Linked DNA regions of Mus musculus: region 1 is linked to region 2. A link is a contact called in public Hi-C data. All regions are on one chromosome and are shown on one strand. The core of a region is the stretch at or near the end of the contact, and the rest is flanking DNA. Distances in the headings are between cores, read along the strand shown.

What was found. A called contact is a pair of places that touch in the nucleus more often than the background predicts.
Region 1: a contact with region 2 is called in a Hi-C map of cortical neurons, with 2.4 times the contacts expected there. The contact joins two enhancer-like sites. A contact is called at or near these places in 4 of 484 Hi-C or Micro-C datasets (cerebral cortex, cortical neurons, forebrain and 1 more) and 1 of 115 datasets of contacts at active chromatin or transcription factors (bone marrow-derived dendritic cells).

The regions. Positions count from the first base shown.
Region 1 is chrX:166,949,931-166,954,411 of GRCm38.p6, reverse strand. No RefSeq gene overlaps it. Among named protein-coding and RNA genes, the nearest start is that of Gm30354, 68 kb to the right of the region's middle. Within about 2 kb of position 1,666, at least 42 of the 459 cell types and tissues checked have an H3K27ac peak or open chromatin away from gene starts, as enhancers often do. A contact at or near this core is called in cerebral cortex and cortical neurons, where this site is marked.
Region 2 is chrX:166,802,148-166,806,640 of GRCm38.p6, reverse strand. It overlaps Gm36547 (a long non-coding RNA gene), which reads left to right. Exons shown (of 5, transcript XR_878299.1): 4 at 3,794-3,857; 5 at 4,447-4,466. Among named protein-coding and RNA genes, the nearest start is that of Gm36547, 20 kb to the left of the region's middle. Within about 2 kb of position 3,105, at least 43 of the 459 cell types and tissues checked have an H3K27ac peak or open chromatin away from gene starts, as enhancers often do. A contact at or near this core is called in cerebral cortex and cortical neurons, where this site is marked.

The DNA.
Region 1 (4,481 bases), core at 417-2,916, 150 kb before region 2:
AGGGTAAAGGTTAACAATTGACCTATCACTTATACCTACTGGGAGAGGGGAAAATCCATTTTCTCCAATGGAGTGACACTGGGTATATCAAATACTCCAGGATAGGCCCCATTCTCAGTAGTTGATCTACATATAATGGACTTTGAGATTTTGTGTGTATGTTTTTATTTGGTTATAGTTTGGTGGGTCTTTTTGTTTTATATTGAATGTTGTTTTATTTTGTTTCATTGCTTTTGGGGGTCATGTTATATTGGGGTCTTGCTTGGTTTTCTTTTTAGGAAGGATTTAAAGATGAGTGGGTAGGGAGGGGAGTGATCTGGAAGGACTGAGGTGGAGAAGAATATGATTAAAATATATTTAAATTAATAAAATGTTTTAAATAATAAAATATAATAAAAAAGTAAAGAAGGAAAAATAAAGGAAGGAAGAGAGAAAGAGAAAGGAAGAAAGAAAGAAAGAAAGAAGAAAAGAAAGAAAGGAAGGAAGGAAGAAGGAAAGAAAGAAAGAAAGAAAGAAGGAAAGAAAGAAAGAAAGAAAGAAAGAAAGAAAGAAAGAAAGAAAGAAAGAAAGAAAGAAAGAAAGAAAGAAAGAAAGAAAGCTGAGCAAGCCACAAGGAGCAAGCCAGCAGCAATGTTTCTCCATGGTCCTTGTTCAAGTTCCTGCCTGGAGTTCCTGTCCTACTTGTCTCAGTGATGGAGGGAGTGTGAACTGTGAGCTGTAAGATGAGTCGACCCCTTTCCTCCCTAGGCTGCTTTTGCTCATGATAATTATCCCAGCAATAGAAAGCTAGTTCTGACACTCGCTAGCTAGGGAACATCAGCATTCTCCTGACAGCTCCCAGCTTCCTTCTTCACCTTGAGATCATTCTAGCTTCATCTGATTATGTGAGAATTCCATGAGATTTTATAAACCCATACCTGGCCACAGACTGTGCGCTTTGGAGCTGCAGGCCTCCTCATAGGCTTGGAGCTTATGAGAAATGCAGTTTCAGGCCCCAACTTTGCCCTGTGTGGTCTGAACCTGCATCTTCATAAGCCCTCCATGTCTGAAGTGCATGTGTCACTGTAACAAAAGACACATTGTAAGTAGAGAGAAATTTCTTGGACACACAGTGACTCGTTGCCTAGCTCATTCCAGGTAAGGCTAGCCATGGCTTTAGTGCCACAGCAGACACTCCACGCTTAACTCCCTGGATCCTCTTAGGAAGACCCTACTCTCTCAAATTCCAGGCTCGCGAACAGCAGGTAATTTTCTATTTCAAGCCAGAAGGAACAACCCTACCCACACACAAGTTTGAAGAATACAGTGAGGTACCAATCACAGAAACCTCACATTCAAAATGGACTTGCCACCCAGTTCAGCCCGAGAAGAGAGAAAAGATTTCGACAGATGCAGATTCAGTTCCGTGTCCGTATCAGGCCCTTCCTTGCCCAGCCTCTATGAGAGCTTAGGTTCAGTCCCCAGGGTTTCTGACCTCCTCATTTGCTTGCTTGATCTGCTCATTGCTTCTGCTTCCTACTCATGCTGAGGTTCTACTTGCCCCTTTGCGGGCAGGACAGGAGTAAGAAAAAGCATAAGAACAAAGACCCCACAGGGTCTAGACTTTCAGCGAGGGAAGAAAAGAAATCAGCAAGGAGAATGCCTTGTGCGCAGGGACGAGAGAGCTGCTGCTTCCTGTCAGAACAAATGGTGCCGCTGAGTTCCCACCACAGAAGTCAGCCCCCTCAATGTTCTGGCATGTGATTCTTTGGGAACAAAAGTGCCGTTTTGGAGTCATTAGCATTTGTAGCTATTTTATTGTATGAAAGAAATAAAACAGAATCCTTCCTGCGTGTTCTAATGAACAAAACACAGAAGCAACTTCAGCGAAGCTGGGGGTGGGGGTGGGGCAGCACTGCCTATTTATGAACAGGAAAAATGAAAGAATAACTAGGTAGGAAACCTAAGTAAGAAGATTTATGTGCTGATAAATAAAAATTCTGGAGGATCCTAGTAAGCCCATCATTCCCTTGTGAAGAAGCGCATAAGGACATAGACGCAAGGCTACTTTGGTCACAGAACTTGCTCTTTGACCAATCTTCCATGTGATATACAGAGTTTGATTTCATTTCATTAGACTTCATAGACCAGGATCGCTTTCTTTCCTTGGGCCTGAAGAAGGCTGAGAAAATCATAAACAAGCCATCATCCTAAATACCAGCCGCCAGATTTATACCATCCATTGTAGTGGAAATCAATATAGTGGGGTTCGTTTGACAGCTGAAAGTTCAGGGATAGGAAGTAATTTATCCAAGGTTGCGGCCAGTCCAAGCTGGAGGTAGGCTGAACGTCTGATCCCCTTGTGCAGCCTTTTGATATAAAACATGAACATAAAAATTGAAAGTTCTTATCTGGTAGATGTAAAACTTTTCTGTCTTGGCTTTGTTAATAAGGTACCCTCCCCCAAATATTAAGCAGTGAAGTCTCCTGAATATACCACCAAGGTTGTTATGCCAATGGATGCAGAAGCAACTTTGGGGAAAACGGATTTCAGTCTCACCCCACTTGTGAGAATTGGGTTTCCAGTCTAAGTCAGAGCAGAGAGCCCCTTTGGGTAATCCCACATGTCAAGTCTCTATTGAATATGAACTTTGAGATACTTGCTTATTCCCTTCCAGATATGTCAAATTTCAACAAAATAGGGGTAAAATCAAGTGCTAATTACCTGTAAAAAGGAAAGTGAAGTTAGGAGCTGGGGCTGGGAAGAAAGGGTCAAGAGAAAACTTTGTAGAATGAAGGTAAAAAATCTATTTTCATAGGAGTTTGGGTTAAGATTGTGTGATAAGCACCATCAAAATGTATTAGATATTAAATAGTTATCTAAGATTTGTATGTTTCATTATATGTGAATTTTAGCTTAAATACAATCCAATATAATAGAAGAATAACCAAGAAAATATTTAGGGCATAATAGAATTAATAATTAAAATAGTAAAGTTGAATTTTTAATCATCTTTAGCAGCCACAGTACATAAACATCTTCAATAACTTCTGCAAAGAAATGAAGTTTCCAGAAGCCAAAATGTGTATGGAAAGTAGAGGACATATGTTCTTGGCAATTGTCACAGTTGGCACTGCCAGAAAACCAGGTCTTTGCCCTTGAATGAAAAAGGCTTCCTTCAGCAGTCAAGCATTATAGGCTGGCTGCGTGTATGGAGCGTGGGAGAGATGCCAACGTATAGGAACTCTGCAATTTATTTCTGAAGAGACTCCTGCAGAGCAGTCGAAATTTGGCATCTAAGGATCGCTAATGTGTTCTTCCAAACAAATGTGGAAATAGGTCCAGAAGTGAGCACGGAGGAAGAAAAGCTCCACTTCAGCCTAAGATAAAGTGGGACTTGATGGTTTATGGGAAAAATTACCAAAGCATGCAGACAAATAAGAAATCTCAGCTCAGTGTGGTGCCACGTGCATATAATCTCAGCACTTGGGAGCTGTAGGCCAGATCAGGAGTTCAAGGTCCTTCTAAGCCATTTAACTGGCTTAAGGTCAGTTTAGGAGACATGATAACGCGTCTCAAGCTAAAAGAAGAAGAAGAAGAAGAAGAAGAAGAAGAAGAAGAAGAAGAAGAAGAAGAAGAAGAAGAAGAAGAAGAAGAAGAAGAAGAAGAAATTCCACTGACATTGAGTCATTTGGGGATTTTCTTTACTCTTCTGTTCCCACTTTCAATATTAGCCTGCATGTGCCCCCTAAATGTGCATGTCTTAGAATTTTAATTCCTCAATATGTCAGCTTTGACAAGTGGGATCCATGGTCTCATGAATAGAGCAACGCCTTTCTTGAATGGACAGGTTAGCTATCACTGGTATTCAAGATGTTCAATTCTTCTTTCTTTCTTTTTACATCTCACTTAACTTTCCAACTTCTGCCATGAGTTGAAGCCCTGCAAATGCCTTAGCAGCAGCCACCAAAAATGCTGGCACTATGTTCTTGGAAGGCCTTGTCTTTTAAACCATGATCTGAAATCAACCTATGCCCTTTGTAACTTACTCAATCTCAGACACTCTGTTATAGCTGTAGAAAATGAACATGACCTACACCCCTAGCTATTTAAATGGTTTGAACTATTCCAAGCACAGGGAAAAAAAAGCAACTAATAAAACAAGAGCACATTTGTGATCCAAGATTCTTTTTGTAAGATTGAAAATGTGTTCATTTTTGTGGCTAGACATATTAGTAATTAAATAGTTCAAGTGAATCTGTAGATTTTGCTGGTGTGTTTATGTTCATATAAAATTTGCTCTTTCAACACTTTCCTTCATCTCTCTGTTATGTATTCTTGGATGTGTACTTCTTTGGGGTTGATGAAAATGCTTTGAAATTAAGGGTGTGATGGTTAATTTCAATAGGCAACTTGATGCGATCCAGAATAACTTGGAGAGAGAGATGAACTTCTATGTATGCCTGTAGGGGATTTTCTTGATTAGGTTGATGGACATGGG
Region 2 (4,493 bases), core at 1,856-4,355:
ATAATCTCTTGACCCCTGGTTTACAAGACCTCATTTATTATGCATTGCTTTTTTTTTCATACATGTCAGGGTGATTTTCCCACCATCAGTTAGTTACCATTGATGAATATATTCATTTTCATGTGAATATCATGATGTTCTCATTTCTGTCCATTTTAAATGTCTTTGTATATGTATTTGTGTATAAATACCCACAAAAATATTCGATGAAATGTTGTGTCTTTTGTCAAAAGAAGTATTCAACCAGGATGCCCTTGTGGTATTGTCTCTGGGTTTTATATTATGCTTTAATAGCTGACAGAGCAGCTGAGTTCCTCTTGTGCTTGTATTAAATCAGTATGCTAATTTGGAAAAATATCTCTAGTATTCACTCTTTCATGAATTGGTGATATATTCATTTATTCATATTTTCCTCTAAGTCTCTCCTCTCTAACACTTTGTCATTTTCCTTGCACAGATTCATTTTGAAAGTAAGGTTTCATGCAAATATTTTTTAAAAGAAGCGTGTTCCTTTCATTTGCATACAACTTTGGACTAGTTACTATGAAGAGCCAGAAAGCTGCTTGCTTTTGGACATTTTTCTTTAACCATTTGCTTACCCCCCATAAAGACAAACCTCCCAGTTTTTAATTATCTTGAAGCTTCTCAATAAGTAATTGTATTTTGCCCAAATAATACTTTTTCATGTCACACTTATAATACTAGTGGCATTAACAGTGACAAGGCCTTGAAAATGTACTAACATACTAGCAGTGAGGATCCTTGTTCCTTTTAGTGGGATCTGGTCTCTTGGCTCCTCCTTGTGTAGCATGTGCTGCTGATGAAAGGGCTTCACTCCTGTTTGTCTGGATTTCCCAGACAGCTGCTAAGTACTTTGTAAAGACAGCCTATCCTGTGTAGATCTGTCTGGTCCTCTGTGTCTGGTGTCTGCGGGCTCCCAGTATACAGCTGGAAACTGAATCAAAGCCACAAAGAATGTGTCTTACGTTAGATGCTGGGGAGGCTCTAACAATCCAGGACTGTCTCTTTCTGGAAATGTCGACACTCCCATAAGTCCTAGGAGACACCTGGGTTTCCTTCATGTGCTTCTGTCTATCATTGACCACATACTTCGAAACAAGTGGGAATTGTAGCAATTGTGTCAGCTGCATTCCAGATGACAATGTGGCCAAGATTTAGAGCAGACAGACTTAGAAAGTTATGCATGGCTCTCATTCCTTAATCTTTTCACCAGAGGCAAACACCACTAACAAGTAAGGACATGTGTTATATGTCATAGACATCATAGACAACGTATAAACATGTGCATTCCATGATTTCTCTTTTGTGCCTTTCAAACACATATATTATACATTTGTGTGATAGAAACACATTTCTTCTAACTTAATATAATTAAATATATGCTTTTTAATAGGTATATATTGTCCTCATTTTTCCTATTTTCATTTTTCTAATTTGTTGTCTTGTATGTGGAACCAAAATTTATCTAGGAGAGTTGCTGAGATGTAAGGCAAGCATATTTGCTTACTCAGCTTAGTTTTCAGAGGTACTTTAACTAATGTTACTAAGTTGACATTACTTTAGACTCTGACTTATGAATCATTACTTTTTAGTTTAGTATTAAATAATCTTGAGAGTATTTAAAGTATTCCTCACAATTTGACATTTCTGTGATATGTAAACATGATTTTTATATTTTACAAGAGCATCAGACTTACAAGGTGGTTACTCTAAAGAAATAACAATAATACCAATGCCAGAACAAAGATTATGGAATAATCTATTTGGGCAATATGGCTTAAGTGGGATGCATTTTTTTTCGATCAAGAAAATGAAAATGGTTTAGGAGTACATTCTTAGGGAGCATATGAGGATAAATGTAAAAATAAATCATTAAAACTTTTAATATGTTTTACTGGGAAAAATACATGCTGTGTTTGGAAGAGGAAATGGGCCATGACTAATCACATAATGAATTCTTCACAGAAGAAAGAACCAAAGGACCTGATGCTGAACAATGAATGAACTTTGAACTGCTCTGTGACACTGCTCCCAGAGCAGTCAGTGAGACTTCCATTTCCTTTTCTGAACCATTACCACTAGTCGGTTAAAAGTGGCTGTAGATGGCTTGGTTTTAACTGATCCCACTGTTGGTTGTAGGTGGATTTCCTTAAATAATAATGCTACTGTGTCTTCATTGGTTATTTGGGTTACTGATTGATGTTTATGGTCTTTGTGCCATTTTTTTTAAATTGGCTTGGAGATTGTTCTTAGACTCATGGATTTGGCATTCCTTTTTTTTTTATTTCTCTGTTTATTTAAGAACTATGTTGATCATATATATACCTTATCACAGTTCTATGAGTGTAGCAAGGTAAGAATTGGTCTCCCCTACAAACACCATTATATATTTTCATTTTGTACCTTTTTGGTTTAGTGAATTTTATGTTGATTTTTGTATAATTACATTTTAAAGCTCTGTTGCTAATAGGTTTTCTGAGAAGAAAATGTTCTCTTTCTTATGCCTTTCTTCTTTATGGGCTTTCTTCACACTAGTGCCCATGTTTTCTGAACATACATACATACCTTCACTTTCTGCTAGCATGGTCTAGATGATGGTTCCAAGCTAAAGACAAAACAAAACAAAACGAAGCAAGCAGTGTTAGCCTGGGGTGGTGCTGCACCTTTTGAATCTTAGCACTCAGGAAGCAGAGGCCTGTGAGTTCAAGACCAGCTTGTACTGTACTGAAGAGGTAAGCCAGAAGTACATCATGAATTCTTCTAGTTCAGCCAGAGCTACACAGTGATAACTGTCTTAAAAACAAACAGACACTAAAACAGAGTCTGAAATTGTGGCGTTGTTATTTTTACATCGAGCTTATTTAGAAAGAGAGATGCCTGGTGTTCCCATGAAGTCTCTCTCTGATTAGGGACTGTTAATTCTCTCCCAGAACAATGCTGCCAGTCTTTCAGAGGCTTCCAGATTTGATTCCTTTCTGTCCTCTCTGTCCAACAAATCGTCTCCACGCCCTAGCTCACAAGCCAAATAGCCAGTCAAAAGAAGCCTTGACGCGTAGCCATCTGTGAGTGTTGAAGCAGGGTGATTGTGCTCAGCCCTGGAAGCTGTCGGTGTAGACCACAGATTGGCAAACAACTGCAGGGTGGGAGAGGGGGTGGGGGTGGGGTGAGCTGGCAGAAGGTGACATGTGCACACTGAAACACACAAAGAGCTTCAAGTGATCAAGTGTCCTGCAGACAGCTGGGACTGAGGTTAGCCGCCACCACCTGCTGGAGAGCAGCTGTCAGAGGGGAACAGCCAAATTCAGGGCCCTGACACAGGCACTGCCAGCCCAACAGGTGAAGGCTGGAATTGAAAAGAGCCAGAATCTCTGGGTCAGACAATTGGCACATTGTCGCCTGGAATATCATGCCTCATGCCCCAAGTGAAATGTCAGCTGTTCCCCTGTCCTATGTCAAAAAATCTTTTCTTCCTCCTCCTCCTCCTCCTCCTCTTCCTCCTCTTCTCTCTCCTCTCCTCCTCCTTTTCCCCTTTCTCCTCCCCCTCTCCCTCCTCTTCTTCTTTCTCCTCCTCTCTTTCTCTTCCTCCTTCTTTGGTTTTTTTCTTCTTCAAGACAGGGTCTCATATAGACTGACCTTGAATTCACTATATAACTGAGAGAAACCTTAAAACTTCTGATACAGCTTACAATTGTGCACCACCTCTTATGACTATTTTAGTCCCCATTCTAAGTGAGATTCAAGCATTCTCACTTGAGCTTTCCTTCTTGTTTAGCTTCTTTGGATCTATGGATTGTAGCATGGGCATCCCATATTTTATGGATAATATCAACTTATAAGTGAGTACATATCATGCATGTCCTTTGGGGACTGGGTCACCTCACTAAGGATGATATTCTCAAGTTCCATCCATTTGCCTGCAAAATTCATGATGTCATTATTTTTTAATAGCTGAATAGTATTCCATTGTGTAGATGTACCACATTTTCTTTATTTGTTGTTCAGTTGAAGGACATCTGGAGGTCCAGGATCAGATGTGGGGAGGAACAAGAGGGATGGCCAAATAGCCATGAAAATGAATTGAAATATGCAACTGATGAGGGTGTGGAAGTAGGTGGCATTTCCAGGAGGAGACAGAGACTTGGGATAAGGAAGGCACCCAAGAACCAATCAATGGGGGTGTCTTTAGCTGTGACTCATGGCATTGGGGATATGGAACAGACATGAACTCTAAAGGAGCAATAGGGACACCAACCTACCCACACAACTTTCAACCCAAAATTTATTCTGTCTACAAAAAAATTAAGGGACTGGGGATAGAGTAAAGACTGAAGGAACAGTCAACCAATGACCAACCCAACTTGAGACCCATTCCATAGACAATCACCAACCCCTGACACTATTAATGGTACTCTGTTATGCTTGCAGACAGGAGGCTAGCATGACTGTCTTCTGAGAGGCTCCACCCAGCAGCT